Regions from separate parts of the Mus musculus genome. Here regions 2, 3 and 4 are each linked to region 1. The links are chromatin contacts, called in public promoter capture Hi-C and targeted proximity ligation maps. All regions are on one chromosome and are shown on one strand. The core of a region is the stretch at or near the end of the contact, and the rest is flanking DNA. Distances in the headings are between cores, read along the strand shown. Region 1 holds the start of Lratd2 (LRAT domain containing 1). Region 2 has its middle 28 kb from the start of Gm41336. Region 3 holds the start of 4930449C09Rik (RIKEN cDNA 4930449C09 gene). Region 4 holds the start of Tmem65 (transmembrane protein 65).

Region 1 (5,096 bases), core at 1,316-3,815:
CCTCCCCAATCCTCTCCGGCCTTTGTACCCTGCATCCTCCAAGCTGAGTGTAGTGAGGGATCCAGAGAGACAGAATGCAGGGCAAATGTGCTCTGAGATTTCCCCCAAGCCTGCTTGTATACGAAGGGTTAAATTTGGTCCCAGATCTGATAGGGTTGAAGCCGCAAGCAAGTTCCCACTTTACCCCACCTGGGAAAGGAAGGTGGACTGAGAGGGCCTGAAGAAAAAGCATCCCATGGCCACCCACCAGCCAATCCTACCTGCTCCCTAAGTCCCCTTCCTCCTCCCCTGTCCAAAGCCTGCAGTACATTTCACCAACTCCGCTTTTTCCAAAAGGCCCAGGAATACTAAATGGGGCCCAAGTGTTGGGGGGGGGAGAAGAGCGGGAGGAAGAGGGCGTGGCTGCAGCAAACAGCTTCCTTTTGTAGCTCTGAGCCCAGTTCAAGTATCAGTGCACGACCGAGTCTCCGTTCTCCTCCTCGGAGCCCGATGCTGGGGGACGCAGGGGGGACGGTGTAGTCCGAGTCGCGTCGCTGTCGCCCTCATCCGGCTCAGCCGGGTGCAGGTGCGTGGCGAGCTCCTGTAGCACCGCCGCGCGTCCGATCTGGTCGTTGCGCCGCTTCTCCATGATCAAGTCCTCCAGGCTCTGGAACTCGAGAGTGTGGCTGCGCTGAGCCGAGAGCTGAATCTGCAAACGGTAGGGCTGCTTGCCGATGCGCAGCTCGCCACCGATCTTGAACTCGCGTTTGCCATAGCGGCACCAGGCCGCAAAGCTCTCGGAGTTGCGCCAGCTGAGCTCGCGCTCCTTGGCGCCCACGTGGGCCAGCGCGTTGCGCACTACAGCGCTAGGGCTCAGTGGCTTGTAGCGATACAGATCGTTGACCACGCGGCCGCGCCGGCCCTGGCTCGCATCGGTCAGGAAGCTGTTGCTCACCTCCAGCCGGTGCAAATGCACCACCTGGAAATTGCCCACGTAGACAGCCCAGTGCGGGTATTGAGCCTGCGATACAAACTCCACCAGGTCACCCGGACTGCACTTGTTGAGCAAGTTCTCCGGTGTGTAGGTGCTCAGAGCCGCCGATCCTGGCGCGAAGCTTTTCTGATAGATGCACTCATCACGATAAAACACCGAGCATTCCACCTCGTGCTGCCGCGGGTCGTAGGGCTGCGGCGGGGGCAGGGGAGGCCGATCCCCGGAGTCGGACAAAGCTCCGCCATCAAGCCCCTGGGGCGGTGGCTGAGGTTCCACATCCTCGTCGTCATTGGAGAAAATATAAGAGACTCCGATGCGGGGCCCATCGTCTCGATCCACGCCGGTCGGGTCGGCCGTGGGAACTTCCTTATAACTTAGGTGGGTCAGTTTTTCCACCTGGTTGCCCATTACGCTGTGGACTCTCGTTCACAAGACTTCAAGAGGAGAAAGCGAAACCACCGTCAGAGTCATTGGCACTGGTGCCCGGGCAGGGGCTAAAGCCACCTGTTGGAAGAGAAGACGAGGGAGATGTTTGTAGGTGCCACTCCAGAAAAAGACGTTTGTTTCTTGAAAAAGAACCGGTAGGGGCCCGAGCACCTGGAGCCATTTTAGGAGAAGTCTGGGGGACGTGCTTCCTCGCGTTTCTACACCACTAAGGTCACGATCACTGGAGACATGGCCACTCCAGCTTTCCCCTTCCTCCAGCTATCACCTGGACCCAGCCAAAGCCATTGCATCAGCAGCTCCGACAGCTTCCGCCCGCGCCCTACCTGCCAACCCTGGGCAGGAGTGGGGGAGGGAAGGAAATAGAAACTTTATTCCAATTTCCTTCTCTTTCCTAACTTCCCCTCCCACTCCGGATCCTAACTAGCCCTTTGACGTCCTTCAATGTCTGCACCCCCAAGAACCTGCTAGGCTACCTTGGCGTGGAGGTGGCAGGTGAGCCTCCGGACTAGACTCACCTGCCGCAAGTCACTGCGGCTCGTCGGCCCCTCCCCCGCGCGCCTGCCCTGGGGTTCAGATTACCTGCGCGGACTCTCTCCCCGAGAGGTAGAAGCCCTAGGGGACCGGGAGGGGCACCCTGCCGCACCCGAGACTTCTAGGGCGAGTTCGCAGGTGTGGGCTCCGCAGTGCCTCCTCTCCCAGCGCAGACCAAGGCGAAGCTGGGCTTCGGGGAAGGACGCATTTCTCCCTCGCCGCCCCCCGCGGTTGTGTAGAGCCCCAAGACTTGAAGATGGGGGGCAATGCCTGTTCACGATCGTTGCTGCACGACCCCTCACGCAGATTTCCAGGAAGGTGGGGCACGAGGAGGGAAGCCGAAGGAGCTAGCTGGGTTTCCCGGGGGCCGCAGCTCCCGCTCGGGCTAGGCGAGCAACAAGCGCCGGAGCGGGAGGGACGGGATTGTAGATCCGGCTCGGGGCTCCCGGGCGGGAGTGCAGCCCGTGGCATTTAAAGAGACAGACGTGGCTCTGAGAGCTCCGGTCTTTCCTGTACCCAGCTTAGTCCCTCGGAGCCCCGCCCCCGCCCCGCCCACTAGGGCTGCTCCGCCCTTCCAGGACCGTGCCCCCTCCGTAGCGGGTTTAAATCGGGCTGGTAAATAGTGTACCTCCCACGGGAGCAGGCTTCCTCTACCGCCCTGAGCCCCCTTGCCTTTCTGTTATGCTGAGTTGGGGTTCTGAGAAGTTGGAAGCAAGACGCCACCTGCCAGTATAGAAATGCAAGTGGTGAAATGTTGGTCTTTCTTCCTCTTCTCCTTCCATTTCTTCTTAGATGGAGTATCTAAAGAAAGAGAGACAGACTTTTCTTATCAGAACGTTTTTATAACCTAAAGTAGTCTGTGCTGCAACAGTTCAAGAAACACATCAGCTAAAACCTGTTTCCAGAGCAAGTAATAATTTTGGATAGTAAATAATAATAATAATAATAATTCAGAAAGAGGAAGCAGTATAATACAGGACTTAGTTGACTAGCTCCTCAAATCCCTAATGACTGTTAGGTGTCCCTCCAAGTAAACTCAACATTAACTTCACAGCCTTCTTTGTTTTAGATTTCTTTTCTAGTTGTGAGAGAAAGCATGCAGAAATGGGATGGGGGTGTAGAGTTGCTTAATTGTCCTTAAATTAAAAACAAATTAGCAGAGACTCCTGGTGAATATATTTCCTTCCTCCTGAGGGAAGTGACAGCCTTGTTGGTTATTAACCTCCTCAAGAGGACACTTTCTTCCCTGCTGGGGTCATTTCTCTACCCCAGACCTAAACTACTAAAGTGATTTTTGTTGCTGCTGCTACTACTGCTCCTCCTCCTCCTTCCCCTTCCCCTTCCTCTCCCCTCCTACCCCTCCTCTCCCCCTCCCCCTCCTCTTCCTTCTTCTTTCCTCCTCCTTCTCCTCTCCCCTCCTTCTTCTAAATAGTGGGTCAGAACAGAAATAGACAATCTTAGGAAGCACCCTAGCCAGTTAACAGTGCAATTCAAGACCTGCACCTTGTTTTCCATCGACTGAATTTTTCCAAGTAACATTATTTATTCATTCTGTGCATACCAACCAGTGGAAACAGGAATATACTAACACTACTATGATCCTTTTTAGTTTGAAAGCAGAAACAAAAATCAATCTACTTATGTACCTTTAAGCCAAAACAATCAATATTGTCAAGGCTCTGATGGAAGTTAGTCCTTCAGCAAGCCTAAGATCACAGTATAAGCTACACCAAACGAGAGGTCGGTGTGTATCCTAAAGGTTTAATTTCAATATGTTCTGATTGGCTGGAGATATATGAGGTTAGGAGAGTGGTTCCTGGACATTTGAGTAACGTGCTCCAGGAGCCATCACTCCTACCATGTGAGCACAGAGATGAGTGTTACACATAGAATTTGGCTGTTGAGTGGTGAGACCTTCTGCCAGACACTGTGGGCCAGTTTGCCCCTGTATGACACTGGATGGGCTGGGAAGAGGTGGAGTCTGTGGGAAGGGAACAGTTGTACAGTAGGCTGCTGCTTACACCCTGAGTTCAAGTCCTAAAGGCTGAGAAAGCAGTACTTCTTTGACTCTCTCTTATTATCTCAGCAGTTGCTCAGTTATTCAATTGGCCAATGATAAAGTCCCAGAGGGAGCAGACATCACATCATCTTATCTAGTACTCACTCAGTTAATAAGTGTTTAGTAGATGCTGGAGGGGAAGTTTTCCATAGACCAAAAATCACTCACACACACACACACACACACACACACACACACACACACACAGAGAGAGAGAGAGAGAGAGAGAGAGAGAGAGAGAGAGAGAGAGAAATGACTTCCTGGTTTTATGAAGCAATCAGCAAGTAAGCATGTGATACCTTTGATAGCCATTGTCTGGTGCAGATTTTTTTTTTAATTAATGAATGTCAAGGGCTCAACCTCCGTCTGGCCACATGGAGCACTGGGTCAGAGGTTATACAATGTCTCTAAAAAGGCTTTGTTCATCTCAAATAATTAGTGAATGAAAGTTGAGCTTACCAGTTTTAGTAGAAAAAAATCTAAGACTATAAACCCAATAGTCCCATTACCTAGGATGGTAAGCATTGAAGGGCTGGAGCTGGTGGCTCTGGCTCTGAGGCTGCTCTGAGTGACAGCTTTTCAAAGGTGTGCTCTACAATTGCTTCCCCTCCTGTCCTGTCATCTCACTTAAGGAGGTCCCCCTCCTGGCCCTAGGAGTCTCTCTGCTAACCCCCTTTCCATCCAACAGACATGTATTTCACACCTTATCACTTGATTATGTATAATGTAGCTCATGACTATATGCTATTTCCCACTGTTTTCTAATTCATATATTGACTATTTATGTATTTCTTCTTTGTGGTGCAGAGGACAGAACCTGGGCTGTTGTACATGATAGGTAAGCTTTCTATTGTTTTCTCCCTTTCACATGTTTTGAGATACTGTCACACTAAGTTGTCCAGGCTGGCACTGAATTCTTTGTAGCTAGACTTTCAATCCTCCTGCTGCTACTTCCCAAGGACTGTCCCCAGGTCAACTGCTAATTCAAATATTTAATATTCTTTCTTTTATTTCTATTTTTAATTGATTTTGTTATTATTTTTAACTTATTAATTTTAAGAGAACTTCATTCAAAATCTGTTCCTA
Region 2 (5,096 bases), core at 1,884-4,383, 2.9 Mb after region 1:
AATGTTTAGAGCTTTAAAATATGTGAAGCAAAAGCTCACTTAAGCTGAAAGAAAAGTTTTAAAATCAGCAGGTATAGCGTGCAATTTTAATAGCTATGACTCAGTAATTGATAGAACAATTTGACAGGAAAATCAGGATGGATGTAGAAGACTTGAAGAGCACTATCAACCAACCTGACCTAATTGACATTTACAGAAAGTACCACTCAAGCCTCGGCATAACACACACTTTTTTTTTCCAAGCAGACATAAACACTGTGTTCTGAGCTGCAAAATAACACAATACACTTTAATAATACACTTTAAAGGATTCAGGTCAAATTGTTGAAGATGATAGTAAGTTGATAAGAATCAGAACAGATAACTCAATGATGCCAAATAGGGCTTTTGGCTCCTCACAATACTCAAATCCGATCCTTCACAAGGCTGTGGTGAGAACAAAGTCACCTCTGAGTGACAGTCTCGCTTACCAACACCCACGACTACAGGAAGTATTTACAGTGTTCTGATACTGGTATGTAGCACCTAAATATCTTCTATTAGAATAATCTCTTATTTAGACTATATCTTAAATTCTAATAACTTGTTTCCTAACTACTAAATATACTTAGTCACCTTTGTAAATACATCACATATAAAGAATAATTATGTAGACAATGTGGATGTTATTTGACATGCACGTGTGCTTTTTTATCTATAATGCACATATTCACAAATACCGTATGCACACATGCAAAATGTCACCATAAGCACAGGTCGTCAATAACAGACTTAGGATGGTAAGGTCAGTTCACACACATGTTAATTTATACCTTACAAAGCAATTTCATATATATCTGCCTAGCTTCCCCACCTGTAGGAATATATAGCAGGAACCAAGTGTCTTCTATAGTCGGGAAGACTTTATTTCAAATCCTAGCCTGGTCCATTGTACAAGCTGAGTCATAGATATAAAGAAAACAAACTCCAGCAAGCCTAGTGGGGACTGACACAGAGCCCCAGCTCGCAGGGGATCAGGACCACACATGTTCACACACATACAAACATAGCATTATAGGAAACCTCTTCCACTAATGACATTGCTTCCTCTAGAATCCCTTTTAATCAGCCCATGACCTGTTTTCCTTAATGACATACTGCACGCCTCCTTGGCAATGTCACTCACTCCACTGTGTTTTAATTGCTACTTTAGCATACCAGTTCTCCTGTGTTTCCATCCCAAATCTCCATGCACAGGTTGGATGCCAGCACTGGCAGTCAACATCTCTACTATCTGTTCACTTGTTTCCTCCCTGTGTCCTTATTCCACACTTTTCCTTGACTTCTTTGCTTCTCATCCTCACATTCCTTGACATGATCATTATCCCAATGTGGTAAATACTGTTGCTTCATCCCTGAGGTTTTCACCCACCACACCCTCTTGTAGTTCTGATTAAAGCCATGCTAATCTCGATCACTTCACCATTCTGCGTTAAAGCCTTTCTGCTGATCACCTGTGTTAAATATCCCACCTCATTAATTAACTGGGGCACTTGTTGAGAGAAATAGCAAAATTCCCTTTCAAATTAGGTAGATGACTTATTGACTAATGTAACTGAAATAGGCTTCGGGTAAGACTGGGTCCAAGGTTTCATCATTACCAAATCCCTTACGTTGACCTTACCCTCAACCATAATTTTCTTCTACAAAGGTCAATACAGTTTGGGGTTATATTTTAGCAACCAGCAAGCAACCTCACTGTTTAAAAATGTGCCGTGTCTGTGGTTCCATAATTCCGCAAACATTCCATTAGTGGCAGTCATGGTTTCAGAACAATGTATGTTGTGTTCTCCTATTGATCATATCTAGTCCATTGACCCTACCCTTGTTGCGGGTTAGATAAGACCTGCACCCATCCAAATCACAATGGATAAAACTGAAGTGCTTCCACTCCAAACCAAGAGAGACATCTGATGGGCAAAAAGGAAACAAGATAAAATGGTCTATCTGTCCAGCGTGCTTCTGCTATGGTTATTAGTTGCAATTTCACTCCACTGTATGTCCTATCAGCACCTTTGGCCATTTTATTCCCTTCTACGCTCAGGAAATCATGAATTTTCAACTCAAGTAAACACAGCTTTTTCACAACAAGAGGAAGAAGGAAGCAGAAAGAGACTGAGTTTTTATGAAATAATCAGAATGGCAAGGAGAAGAACAATAGAGCCTCAGTTTCTCTCCAGGAATCAGGTGGGCACCTTGCGCTGGTATGATGTAGCAAGTCTGCTCTATAGGTACCACCCAGTGTGGAGATGCCCAACAAAATTTCAAGAAGGATGGCTTTGGGCAGTTCTGAGGTTCCCAGGTAGCTATCAAGATCGTCACCTCACCTATTAAAGTCTGACAGCTACATGAATTTGTCTCCTTTCTTGCCGAGCTTTTCTAAGCTGTTATACCTGGAGACCTGAAATGCATCTATTTTATTTATGTCTGTGTTCCCAGTGCCTAGACTGACAAATTGTCCCTTTCGTATTTATTGCTGGGCAAGTGACAGATGTCAAACACTAGCTTTTTTTTGTTGTTGTTGTTTTTTTTCTTCCATTTCAGCAGGGCTTTTAGTCTGGAGTCTTGCATACTACACATGCCTAAGAGACTTTTGTCAGATTTAATTTCTTCAAAAAAAATCATTTTAAAAATCATCTGAATCGTATTTTCTTTTTCTGAGCCTGTGGATGTTTCAGGGAACGTTGTGAACTGAGTACTGCCCGTGTCCAGGTCTTAAAATGCAGATCTTCTAATCTGAACGTGTGGCGTGTTCTCATGTGTTATCTCTCTATGCTACTTTGATTTCAGCACAAGGTCTGCTGAAGCAAGCACCAACGACATTTTAAATAGCTGCTATCCTTCCTCGGATAGGGAACATGTCATTCTTTGCTCTCGAGGGGGGAAAGACTTGCTTCTGCGCACATCCGTTCCCACAGTCTGTTTTCCCCAGAACCTTCCCACCTTGACATCCATCCTCGGCACTGCTAGGTAGGCATCAGGGCTCAGCACCCAGCAGTTTGTCTGCTGCTTGGGAAACCCCAGGAATGTTAATGCTATTGAGCTACTCTGCTCAAATACTCCCAGAGTGAAGGGGAAGCACAGCTCTGGTAGCTAGGCAACCATTACAACCACAGAAGGATCTCCCAAATAAAGAGAGACCGAGAACACACTGGAAACAGGCACAATTGCACTGTTAATTTGCAACTGGTTGGATTGCAGCTTTACTTGGTTTGATAGTCTATTTCTTACTTGAGAAAACCTCACTACTTAGGTCTGTTGATTTCTACATAAACTTCAAGTCTCTTTGATCCTCATTATTCCTGATTTCCAGAGTCCCAGGAAAGAAAATAGAGGGGTAGTTTTTTTTTTTTTACAATGTTGAGCCTCTTAACAGATATTAGGTGCTCAGTAAATATTAATTGAATGACTTAACATGTGGGCACATAGCTTTTAGAGACATATGAAAACGTGGGCATAGACCTAGATGGTGATTTTTAAAGTATGTTGACAAATTCCTTGGTACCTCCATCTTTTTAAGAGATGAAACTTATGTGAGAGATGCCTCCATAACCTGCTCCTAACCCATCAACAAATGTGGCTTAATCATAACGGATCGATATTCCCCCCACCCCGGAGAATCATCTCTGGAACACCATTTCTGCCTCAGTGAAAAAAATCTTCAGTTGACTTTAGTCTCTGTCAGCATCTGATGACATTTACCTAGAAAACCCCAAGCTAAAACCACCCAGCAGATCCACTCTCAAATTCCTGGCCCACATTAAGAAAAAGAAAGAAGATGAATCAAATGCTTGTAATCTTAAGCCACTGTGTTCTTCGTGCCTTGTCACATAGCAATTAAGACAGTAAAGACATCCTTCTTCTTTTTTGGAGACAAGTTAGTTTATGAGTGAACCCCTTAAGAACAAAGGTTCTGTCTTCTTGTTCACCTGACCTGGTGTGTTCAATTAACACTGGGAACAACTAGCTTAAATCTTTACGGATATCTGTATATACTTGTTTCTCACACAAAGAAAGTACAACTCATTAGGCCGTCATCAACGGGAATATTAGACAGGCTGGAGAATTCCTACTAGAATTCCCACTACCCTCCTCCTTACTGAAGCAGGTAGAAATTAGACAGGTTCCCGGGTAGACAGAAAGACAGGGAGAGGCTAAGGAAGAAGCCGGCCATCCTGCTGTGTCTCTTAGTCTCTGTCCTAGTCTCTCAGAGCTACAGCTAAAGGAACTCAAGGCCTTAACCTCTGAAAACTCAGGACAGCTGGCAGAGACCCTGCTTCTCAGCAGACTAGGAATCACAAGATGGTAAGGCATGACAATCCTACTTGGGATCACTTAGAAATTGTCACTGTGGCAACATTGTCAGCCCAACTCAGCTTCACAAACAAACGCTGACCAGGCAGCCTCAGGACCTTTCCGACAGACACTCATCCCGGCCTCGTGTCTCCACTGTCTGCTTCAGGACTGGTTGCATACACATCCTCACATACTGAACAGTGAACCAAGTAGCAAGCCAAGGCAAAGCCCAGAGTTCTTCTAGCAGATAGTGTATGCCTTCTGTATGCTGTGATACATACATACATACAGGTAAAGTGGGATCTAGCTAGGAATGTCACTTATCACCCCTCCTGAGGGAAAGACATTTCTTTAAAGTGTGTTCAACTGCCCAAGGATACCTTTTAAAAAAATTAACCTTAACAAAACACACACTCAACTAAATTCAATGCCCCAGAAATGAAGCAAGTCTGTCTTCTACCCATTGCTTCTGCATCTCCCTGTTAGCATTGACATTAGGTTCATAACAAGCCTCAGGTTCGTCCGTGCTTAGTGATCCTCAGCAGCACTAGGTGCTGTGCTGGGTTCTCCTGGGTGCTATGCTGGGTTATCTATGCCTTTTTACTTATCTTACTTAATTTAATCTAGTAGATCAATGGGCTAGGATGTAGTTCAGTGGTAAAGCATTGATCTAGCATGCATAGAGCTTGAGTTGAGAGAGAGACAGACAGACAGAGAGACAGAGACAGAGGGAGAGGGGACGAGGGAGAGGAAAAGGGAGA
Region 3 (5,096 bases), core at 923-3,422, 2.9 Mb after region 1:
GGGACTGCAAAAATCTTCCCAACAATACTATGTCCCAGTTTTCCAGCTGCTCAATATAGGTGGCAACCTGAAGACACATGATGCCACACCCCTTGTCAAGTGTGAAGCCAGGCGAGACAAAAACGTGTCAGCTGCTACCAAACTCAATTGTTTAAAATGATGTATTTGTATTTGTGTGTGTGACTGTGTGTGTGTATGTATGTATGTATGTATGCATGCATGTATGTATGTACAAGTACCTACAAAGGCCAAAAGAGGTTGTTGGATCTCCTGGAAATGGAGTTGGTGGCAGGAGTGAGATGCCCCATGTGGACGCTAGAAACTGAACTTGGGACTTATTGAAGAGCAGACAGCACTCTTAACCACTGAGCCCAAAAAACTCAGTTTCTAAATCTGCAAAAACACAAGTCAAGAAGCCAACATTAACAATCGACAGGTAGCCAGGCCAGCAGACTCCAAACCTCTCATACTAAGCCAGGGTCCCCCCCAGTCCTGGAACTCATCCATCTTTCCTAAAGGAAGCAGGGAACACAGGGAGTCACCCCACAGAGACAGTGGCTACAACATGCCATCCCTTTCAGGGTTAGAACCTGTGTTAATTAACACCTTGCACATAAATTAAGCTAAATGTTGGATAGCCAACATATCCTGCTCTCAGAGGAAGAAGCCAAGGCTCTAGGGAAGTAAAAGAATTTCCCTGGGGCATAGCTAGACACGAAGTCAGGGCCTCCAGATCTATGTGTAGTCATCTGTGGTCTTTGTGCCTGAGGGAAGCATCGAACATGTAAGAAGCCTGCTTCAAGACCAAAACCAACTAAGGAGAAAGGAGTCAACTGAGGGAGCTGGGAAACAGCTGGGTGAAGACTCTGAGCTGTAAAAGGGAGTACACATTTGAGGACGGGAAGAGAGAGAAACATGTCATGTCCGACTGGAGCTCAGAGGGGGCTCCAACATGTTGTCACCTCAGGAAGGGCCAAAGAGATGTGGAACTCCAGTCTTTGGTGGGGGAGGGGGGCATGGTCCTGAAAAAATCTTACCAAAGTGTATTAGAATCCTTGAAATGTACATTTTTGAGCAGTCAGCATAGAGTAGTACTGCTTTATCTGTGAGAGGTATTCTAAGCGATACTTTTGGGGGGGTGGATATTTTCTTTACTTACATCTCAAATGTTTTCCGCTTTCCAGGTCTCCTCTTCGGAAATCTCCTATCCCATCCCCCTAGCCCCTGCCTCTATGAGGACGCTCCCCCACCCACCCACTCCTGTCCTCCCGCCCTGGCATTTCCCTACACTGGGCCACCTAACACCCTCAGACCCAAGGGCCTCTCCTCCCACTGATGTCCAACAAGGCCATCCTCTGCCACATAGGTGGCCAGCGCCATGGGTGGCTCCATGTGTACTCTTTGGTTGGTGGTCCAGTCCCCGGGAGCTCCGGGGTGGGAGGGGGGTTGGCCTTAAACCCAAGAAAGTTCCAGACAAAACAGGCTAAGGCAGTCCTTCTGGTTAGCTTTCCATCTGTGTCAGCCTCTAAGCTACCTGAGCCTGAGGCAAACATCCTTCCTTCTTCAGGTGTCCCTAATAAGGAGGTAAGAGTGTAAGCCAGGCAGGCTTTAGGAAGAAATTTAAATGAAAACACCCACAGCAGACCACCTGGCTCCCAGAAGTCACTCAGGGAGGGGCCGCTATTACTAAGGTGCCATGAAAAAGGAGAAAAATAGGAGTTTTCTCACCACCCCTTCAATATGGTCTTCGGAATTCTCCCCGAAATGACTCTCCTAGGACCCTGGTTTGCAGCCAGCTGTTAGGGATCGCCATAAACAGCATAGCTTTAACAAGCCGAAGCAGCCCTGTGCTGTGCGGCACAGTGAAGCCCCAGCTTCACTGCTTAGAAGTTCCCATAACTCAAGTCTCTCATACTCTAGGCAAGCTTCACCAATGACACACTGTGTGTCTCACGGAGACTTGGCCCGGGAACAGAAGTGAAGCCAACTGAGTTTCTTTACCACTGACTGCCCTTGAAAGTTTTAACCTGTCCTGCTTTGTCCCAGACTGGACCTACAGCTCTCGCCCAAGCATCCCTACCGCGTTCCCCAGGAAGTGAAAGGGGTCCTGGATTGCTAACCTCCCCTCGCGCGCCGGCTCCAACGGCCCCCTCCACCACCACCACCACCACCACCACCACCACCACCACCACCACCCCCACCGTGAGCTCTATAGACACTGCTTTAATTTTCAGAAGTAACTGATGCAAAACTTCACAACTTTATTATAAACAGGAAAAAAAAACGTAAGTCCCACACAACCCCCGCCTCTCTCCCTGTTCTTTCTCTCCTTCTCCCTCCCTCATTTCCTCCCTCTCTCTCCCTTCAAAGTTCTGCATTACTCTATGCACGTTCCTCCCAAGGTTCATGCTCTGTCAGGACCCATTATCTCTTCTTTGTAATAACCTATGTACCATTATCCTGAACTCAGAACAACTCTGGCAAAGCAGAAATAATGCATCATCCACTAACATGGAAAATATCAAGGGTACAGATCGAAACAAAGCATTCTCAAAAGAGGGAGCTCAAACAGCTGAGGAGGACTTAAAGAAATGGTCCACATCCTTAGTCATCCCAAAAATGCAAATCAAAACGGCTTGAAGAATTCATCTTGCACCCATCAGGATGTCTAAGATCAAGGAGACAAATGTCAGCTATGCTGGCAAGGATGTGGGGTAAGGGAAACACTGATCCATCGGTGAAAACTTGTAGAGTCACTATGGAAATCAGCATGGCTGTTCCTCAAGACGATGAGAATCAATTTACTTCAAGACCTAGCTATACCATTATTCTTGGGGATATACCCAAAGGATGCTTCATCCCATCCCAGAGACACTGATCAGCTCTGCTCATTGCTACTCTATTCATAATAACAGAAATTGGAAACAACCTAGATACCTAGAAGAGATAATGGGTCCTGATACACTCCATGAGAGAGAACCCATACTGGACACTGGTTAGGTGACCAAGAACCTGAGATTAGATAGGCCAGGGACCTAAGGTAAAACCAAACATCACTTTTCTAAGAGGAAGGAAGGAAGGGAGGGAGGGAGGGAGGGAGGGAGGGAGGGAGGGAGGGAGGGGAAGAAGGGGAAAGGGAAGAAGGGAAAGGGGAAGGGGAAGGGAAGGGAAGGAGAAAGCAGTAGCAATAAAATGGCTACAACTGACATTCTGCCATACCCATAGATCAGCACGTTGCTCAGTCCACATTGGAGAAGCTTCCTCCTGCACTAGATGGGAACAAATATAAAAACCCAAGCCAGATATTATATGGAGTGAGAGATTCTGGAACACTCAGCTCTAAAGAGGGTATCTCTGTCAAATCCCTCTCCTCAGTGCTCAGGGACTTCTGCAGAAGAGGGGCAGAAAGAATGTAAGAGCCAGAGGGAATGAGAAACACTAAGAAATCAAGACCTTCAACAGGATCACACATATGACCTCAGAGACTGAGGCAGCATGCGCAGGGCCTGCACAGGGCCTAGATGGAGTCCTAGAGCTAAAGCACAAATCCCACATCCTAACAAACACCTCATCCTGACCCAGAAGCAACCTCCAATTGGTAGGCAGTTACAAATGAAAAATAAGTTTTCTCCAAAGGGAAGCAAGCTACTCCTAAGAGTAGGTCGCATGCCCAGCAGTAAATAAACAATGAATTCAGTGGTGTCTTTGAAGGTCCTAGTCTCATAATGCCATGTCAGGGAATTGTTTTTATTTTATCTTATTTTTTCTAATCTTATTTAATTTATAGTTTTCATCACTTTTTAACCCTATAGGTCATAGAAAAATAGATGATGGATAGGTATTTCAGATATATATAAATTGTGTGTGTGTGTGTGTGTGTGTGTGTGTGTGTGTGTGTGTGTGTGTACATTAAACCAGTTTAGTGTTTTATGGGATTTCTGAGTGTGCCAACAAGTGGGTCTTTGCATGTATGTCCCTTGTACCTTTACTTGGGCTATTTTATTTGTTCATTTAGTCCTTCTCTGATTATCTTAATTATCTTTGTTTTATTAGTCCTTTGAAACCTGTTCATTTTGTAATGAGAGACAGAAAGGGGGTGGATCCAAATAGAAGGGGAAGTAAAGAGGAACTGGGAGGAGTAGAGGGGGGAGAAACCATATTCAGGATATATTACATGAGAAAAAAATCTATTTTTAACAGAAGGGAAAGTTTATGATATATTATTTATATATATATTTATTTGAGATAACTCATTTAGTCTTACAAACCTATAAAATACATTGTTACCAGAATTATTTAAATAAATTTACTAAGAACATTTAAAAGGGGGAAAAGCTAGCCTGCTCTTGGTCATGTGGTAAGAAAGGACTCTCTATTCCTAACCTTTTCTTTAAAAAAAAAAAAAAAGGTTAACTTTTTAACCTGCCTAACTGCTAATGAGTATAGTCTTATTTTTGGAGGGATGAAAACCATTCTCAAATTAATTGTGATGTTTGAACATCTCTGTCAAGTACACTAAAAACCACTCAATTGTGTGTTATAAATGAGTGAGTTACAGAAGTTACAAAGTATATTACAATAAATTTTTATTTTTGTTATTTCATAATTTGTTTTCCAGTCCAGGTCTCACTGTGCAGTTCTGGAAGGCCTGAAACTCTTTGTAAATTAGAATGATCTTGAACTCACAGAGAGTCACCTGCCTCTGCCTGCCTCTGCCTCCGGAGTGCTAGAATTTCAATAAATTTTTCAAAAAGAGAAAGAACACAGGAGTCTGCCCTGGAATGTGGGTTTGACTCCTGGCTGTGCAACCTGGCGTACATTAACGTACATTTTCCATGACCCCTCCCCTTCTCTGTGAGTCCAGTGCTTCCTCTGCAAATTGGGTTAAAGCAACATCTCCTACAAACGGGCAGTTGGGAAGAATTATTTTTAAAGTAATTTAGCAGCTCCCAGGATATACAAAGCCATGTGTAAGGATACTGCTCTGTTTCAGCTCTGCATTCCAACGGTTTGGTGTTATGGTTAAGTGCCTGATTCAGAGGAAGTAGAGATGATTTCTCGTGTTTGTAACTCGGCCAGGCACAAGCAAGGACATG
Region 4 (5,096 bases), core at 1,751-4,250, 2.0 Mb before region 1:
ACCTTAAGCACCTTTCCAAGGACACACAGGCTTCCTATAGTAAGAACCAGCCCTTGCCCAGGGACAATATGTCATTAGAAAGTATAGCTAGTACTCTACATTTAGTGCTTTAGTTGGTAGTTTACAGAATTAAGATGGATGACATGGCCTGCTAGTGAGGCACTTGTCGCCAAGCCTAAGGGCCTGAGTTTGATGATCTGGATCCAGTGTGTTGGCAGGAAAAACCAGACAACCCCCATATGTTGTTCTCTAACTTCTACAAGCATGCAGTAGCATGCTCACACACAAATAAGTGATGAAAGTATTAGAAGAAGAAGAAAAACAAGAATGCTGAAAAGGGTAAAGAAAACATGAGAGGTTTTCATTTAAAACAAACCAAGAAACCCACTGATTTTAGAATAGTATGTATGAGGGACAAGAATTCCCAGGGCAGTGAGGTCCTTTTACCTTATGTAATTGGTGAACAAGGTAATATACTAAGCAAGTCTAGTTATCCCCTTAACTACGTGATTGGGAATAAAACTTAAGTGGGCACCAAGGCACGCTAAAAACTGACGCAGCAGCACCTCTAAGTGTCACTGACTCGGAAGCTAGCCAGAAGCATCAACAAAGAAAGACAGATGTCCAAACTTTGAAGTGTTTTAGCTTATAAAGGGGAGACATTAAACCGCCAAATTGTTTCCTATAGATTTACCTCTCTTTGTTTTTTCCTGAACAAATACATTTAAATGACCAACGGCTTCCTCAAATAATTTAGATCCTTAAGTTTTATTGATGCTAATGACCTCCATGGACTTGAGGTTTTAGGTCCTTCCAAGGATAGCTAAAACCATCTTAGATTTTAAAACACTGTCTTCATTAGAAAATCTAACACTCCTACCCAATACCCTGCTGGTATGTGCAAAATAGATAAAATTTAGCAAGTCAGGTATTGATATTGTAAAACGTGCATTTCAATAACTGCTATAAAATTATATTCAAAGGATCCTCCAATCTTATACCATGTTGACAATGTAGAATTTCCAAGACCTCGCTTTAGAAAAGGGAAAATGACGTTTACAGCCTCACCTGAGCGACACAAACTGACTTTCTAAGATACGCCTGTCTATATTGTTTTCAAAGAGAACTTTTTCAGAATTTGAGTCTTTTTAAGCCACACATAGACTAAAGGTATGCTAGTTTTCGGTTATGATTTTCTGTAATGTTGTGATTTACTAACTGAATTGATTGGAATACTGCATTTTCCTGAAAAAGTGTTGTGGGTAAGCAATGCCTGAAATTATCCATTACTTTATAGTGGCTCACAATCCCCTAAACTGGGGAGAAAAAAAAAATCAGAGTAGTAAAGGATACAACCAATAAAAAGTCTCTTAAGTTGTAAAGGTAATCTAATATCAGGCAAGAGCTTGCTTTCCTCCCGTGCACAGGCCAAATGCAACCTTTCAAGATGCCTGAAAGCCACGTTCCGAATCAGTGCTGAAGTGTTCTATACTTCAGAACTTACAGAATGTTTACATAATACTTTATATTACCAACTTCAACTATTTAAAAACTTCCTAACACATCCAAATGTCACATAAAGAGTAGCTGTGTTTTTGTGTATACAACAGAATTTACATAGCAAGAAAAAAAAAACTTTAAAGACTGAATCCATTGTAGTCTTTGCATCTTTTCAATGCCTTTTCACATACACTCAAATTCTGACCTACCACATTCCGCACTTGTTTTAAAAATATCCTATCTTAACGTGTCTGTTTAAAAATAGCTTTCCTTTCATCCTTTCCCAATTATTTTTAAGTAGAAGTGTGCTTTTCATTTTCAAGTCACAGATTTCTTAGCCCCAACCACCCAAAAACTCACTTCATTCTTTCAAACTCCAAGGAAACAAACTCTGGAGTTCAATTTGAATCTCCAGACTTCCAGTACACACTCAGTTGCTGGCTCGATACAATCTTTCCTTGGGCCATTTCACAACCAAATGTGAGAAGCAATATAACAAACCAAGAGCATCTTGGGAGGGGACATCCACACACCTTCAAGAAAGTTTCCGGCTGCCTGCCCAGTTCCTGGCACTTTCTTAGACCAGGCAGGGCATGCCACCTGCATGGGTACACGGTCTCAGGAAGACACCAAAGGCTTAGGGAATGGAGGGCTGGAGAGAGGAGGCACAGGACAAACCAAAACACAACCCTGAGAGGCAGCTGACATTTCAGGATGAAGCTCCGAAATTCCACGGCCAGGGAGGCACCAGCCAAGCTCGGCCCTAACTACCTGGCACGATCCGCTCGTGTCCTGTCTTGGGGACACTCGGAAGGTGGAAAGTTTCCCCTTTCGGCCGTGCCAGGAGCGGGGCAGAGTGTGGGGAGGCGACAGGGGTCTGAGAAGTAGGTCTTCCCAGGCGGCCCCACCCGCTTACCTTGTGCGATGGCAATGGACTCGAAGCGGTGCAGCTCTTTGAGCAAGCAGCTCCTCTCCGTGGAGTGCAGGCTGTAGATGAAGTCGCGCGCGCCCTGCGCCGTGTTCAGCGCCTCCATGGGCTCCTTCTTGGGGTGTGTGCCCAGAAGCCGGGGACCGCCGGGAACCCCGAGCGCCAGCAGTCCCCGGCCGCAGCAGCACCAGGACGGCAGGCGGGGCGCGGCGGCAGGGCCGGGCCTCAGGCTGCGCGCCGTCCGGCTCCCCAGCAGCGGCAGCAGCCGGGACATGGCGCTGGAGCGCGACCCCCGCAGCGGTCCCAAGGGAAGACGGCTTCGGGGCGCAGCTGGACAGAGGCTCAGGAGCTGGGCTCAGCCCGGCCCCGCCCCGGGTCCTCCTGACGCGCGGCCCGGGCGCCCGACACCATGCACTCGGCGGGCCCGCGCGGCGACCGCCTCCCAGCCGTGCCCGCTCCGCTTCCCGCAGGCCGTGAGCCCGGGAAAACTTTCTGCGCCGCGGCCGGGCCGGGAGCTCGGAGCGGGCGGGCGGTGCGGGCGGGCGGGCGCCTCCCGGATGAGGAGCGGCGGCGCGGGCGAGCTCGGCGAGCGTGTCTGATCTTCCAGAGGGATGAGTCACCGCGCGCCGCCCTCCTCCGGCGCCGCCCTCCGCCGCCGACCGCTTTCCCACCCTCTGGCCTCACGCCGGCCTCACTCGGTAGGGCTGCTGCGCCCTCAAAGCAACCGCGCCGTGACAATCAGGCCCGAGCCGCAGCCGCCACCCCTAGCGGCGGAGCCCGGGATAGGAGGGCGGGGCGGCAGGGACTGGGCGGGGACTGGGCGGGGCCACGCAGGCGCATAGCCGCTTGGGAGGGAGCTCATCCTGGAGTCTCCACCCACTCCTTTGCGTGGCAAGGAAAGGAAGGGGTGCTTACCCCGTCAGACGGCATCCGCCTGTGTTAAATGCACGGCAGAGAGCAGCAAAATAGAGTTCAGGGCTGGATGCCCGGCGGGGTGGTGCAGCTCCCGCACTGCTCTCCGAAGCACCGTCCTAAATCTGGAGTTCGGACGGCCCTGGAGGAGCAGCCGGATGGATAAGAGCCTCGTGGGGTCACCGCACCCAGCCCAGGCCTGCGGGACATGAAGCACAAAGAGCCGCACCCTTCGCCAAGCCAGAGAGTGCCCACCGAGGCCAGACAGTGCGGCGCTGAAACGCCCTCTCTGGCAGCACCCTGGGGAAGGCGGCAGGGCCGGCTCAACCCGTCCCAAAAAGAGGAGGGTGTGAGGCTGAGACTTAAGATTTGGGGAGGAGAATACTCTTCCCTGACCCGACAGCTGTTTACTTGGAGATTGTCAACTCTGGAGCCAGGGCGAGAATGTCATAAACCTTTATCGAATGGTCTCTGGGGATTTATGTCCCTCTTTTGGTGCCACGCGGAGGAGAGACTCATCCCTCTTGCCCAGATCCTAGATATTTGCAAGGCCAGGGTCAAATGTCACCTCCTTCATGAAACGTTCCCTTCTTTGTAAGGAAGATCACTGCTTTATCTGAACCTATCTGAGGACACTTAGGCACCCTATCTTAGAAAAATAAATCTGCTTAGACGATAAATCTACTCAAGTGTAATCAAGATCCAAATCCCCTCCTTATCGTAACCACTGCTGCAGCTCAGAACCTTGCATGAAGTGAATGTGCTATAAGCACGTAAGACAGCACAGCCAGTCCCACAGCTGTGGTTTTGAACTTGCAAATGCAATGAACCTCAGACCAAAAGTACTTGGAAAAAAAAGATGTATCTGCAGACTTTCTCATTATTCCGTTAATGGAACAGTGTAACAACTATTTCCGTGCACCTACACTGTATTGGTTATTATAAGTAATCCAGAGATGATTTAAAGTATGTCGGAGAGTCCAATCAGCTGTACTTTTATAAACCCTTCAGTTAAAATTAATGTCCTCAAGAGTGAACGGGAGGGGGGACGGGGGGGGGGAGGCTAACTGGGGGGGGGGGGGAGACCCTCCCCTAGAGTGGGTGGCACCTTCTGCCGGGTGGCCTAGAGAAGAAGAGGACTCCTCGAAACTCTGAAATTCCCATATTGCTTCTTTACACTGCCTTCAATTCTTACCAGAGAACGTGTCCACCTTTGTTCCTACTGCTGCCCTCCACTGACACCACTGTTCCCTTCTACAGCCTTCTGAGCTGGAATGACAACCAGAAACCCTTCAGGACTCTTCCAAGTCCCAAGCACCAGATTTGGACTGTGGCCAAATCCAGCTTCATGTACAGTGTGTGTGTGTGTGTTGTGGGAGCGGGGGGGGGGGGGGGGGGGAGGGTCCTGCAAGCTCTACAGCAGCAGGGAAATGAACTACCAGAGCCTCAGCTCAGCCAGCAGTCAGCTGGTGCTGATTCAGACTTCTGGAGTCTGACACCAGACCAGTTTATTTTAGACTTATTTAAATAAAGTACAATTTTGGAAAAGTTTCTTGGTAACAATTATCCCAATCCCACCTGCACAATAAAGCTTAAAGCTACACTGAAACTAATGTGTAAAGTTCATGTGACCTCGACCATGAAGATGGGCTGTTTAGCTTAAGGGCCTAGGATCTGGTGTGCTTTTGGTCATACAGATAGAACAAAGGTTACCAGGTTATGAAGTGCACATGACACCTCCTCTAAGGATGGGTTC

The links. Promoter capture Hi-C pulls out the DNA fragments that hold promoters and counts their contacts.
Region 2: a contact with region 1 is called in a targeted proximity ligation map of large pre-B cells, with 8 times the contacts expected there. A contact is called at or near these places in 7 of 130 datasets of targeted methods (astrocytes, bone marrow-derived macrophages, embryonic forebrain and 4 more).
Region 3: a contact with region 1 is called in a targeted proximity ligation map of pro-B cells, with 7 times the contacts expected there. A contact is called at or near these places in 5 of 39 promoter capture datasets (cranial neural crest, embryonic stem cells, hippocampal neurons and 2 more), 1 of 484 Hi-C or Micro-C datasets (the N1E-115 cell line) and 8 of 130 datasets of targeted methods (the 230-238 cell line, acute myeloid leukemia, embryonic limb bud and 3 more).
Region 4: a contact with region 1 is called in a promoter capture Hi-C map of pre-B cells, with 8 times the contacts expected there. A contact is called at or near these places in 2 of 39 promoter capture datasets (the C10 cell line and pre-B cells) and 1 of 484 Hi-C or Micro-C datasets (CD4 T cells).

Annotation. Positions count from the first base shown.
Region 1 is chr15:60,822,515-60,827,610 of GRCm38.p6, forward strand. It overlaps Lratd2 (LRAT domain containing 1), which reads right to left and starts at 2,566. Exons shown (of 2, transcript NM_001162926.1): 1 at 2,000-2,566; 2 at 1-1,477. The coding sequence starts at 1,381. The coding sequence ends at 449. 9930014A18Rik (RIKEN cDNA 9930014A18 gene) reads left to right here and starts at 451. Exons shown (of 3, transcript NR_030696.1): 1 at 451-2,269; 2 at 4,818-4,848.
Region 2 is chr15:63,766,043-63,771,138 of GRCm38.p6, forward strand. No RefSeq gene overlaps it. Among named protein-coding and RNA genes, the nearest start is that of Gm41336, 28 kb to the left of the region's middle.
Region 3 is chr15:63,716,176-63,721,271 of GRCm38.p6, forward strand. It overlaps 4930449C09Rik (RIKEN cDNA 4930449C09 gene), which reads left to right and starts at 2,173. Exons shown (of 4, transcript NR_166778.1): 1 at 2,173-2,285.
Region 4 is chr15:58,820,427-58,825,522 of GRCm38.p6, forward strand. Tmem65 (transmembrane protein 65) reads right to left here and starts at 3,001. Exons shown (of 7, transcript NM_175212.4): 1 at 2,417-3,001. The coding sequence starts at 2,702.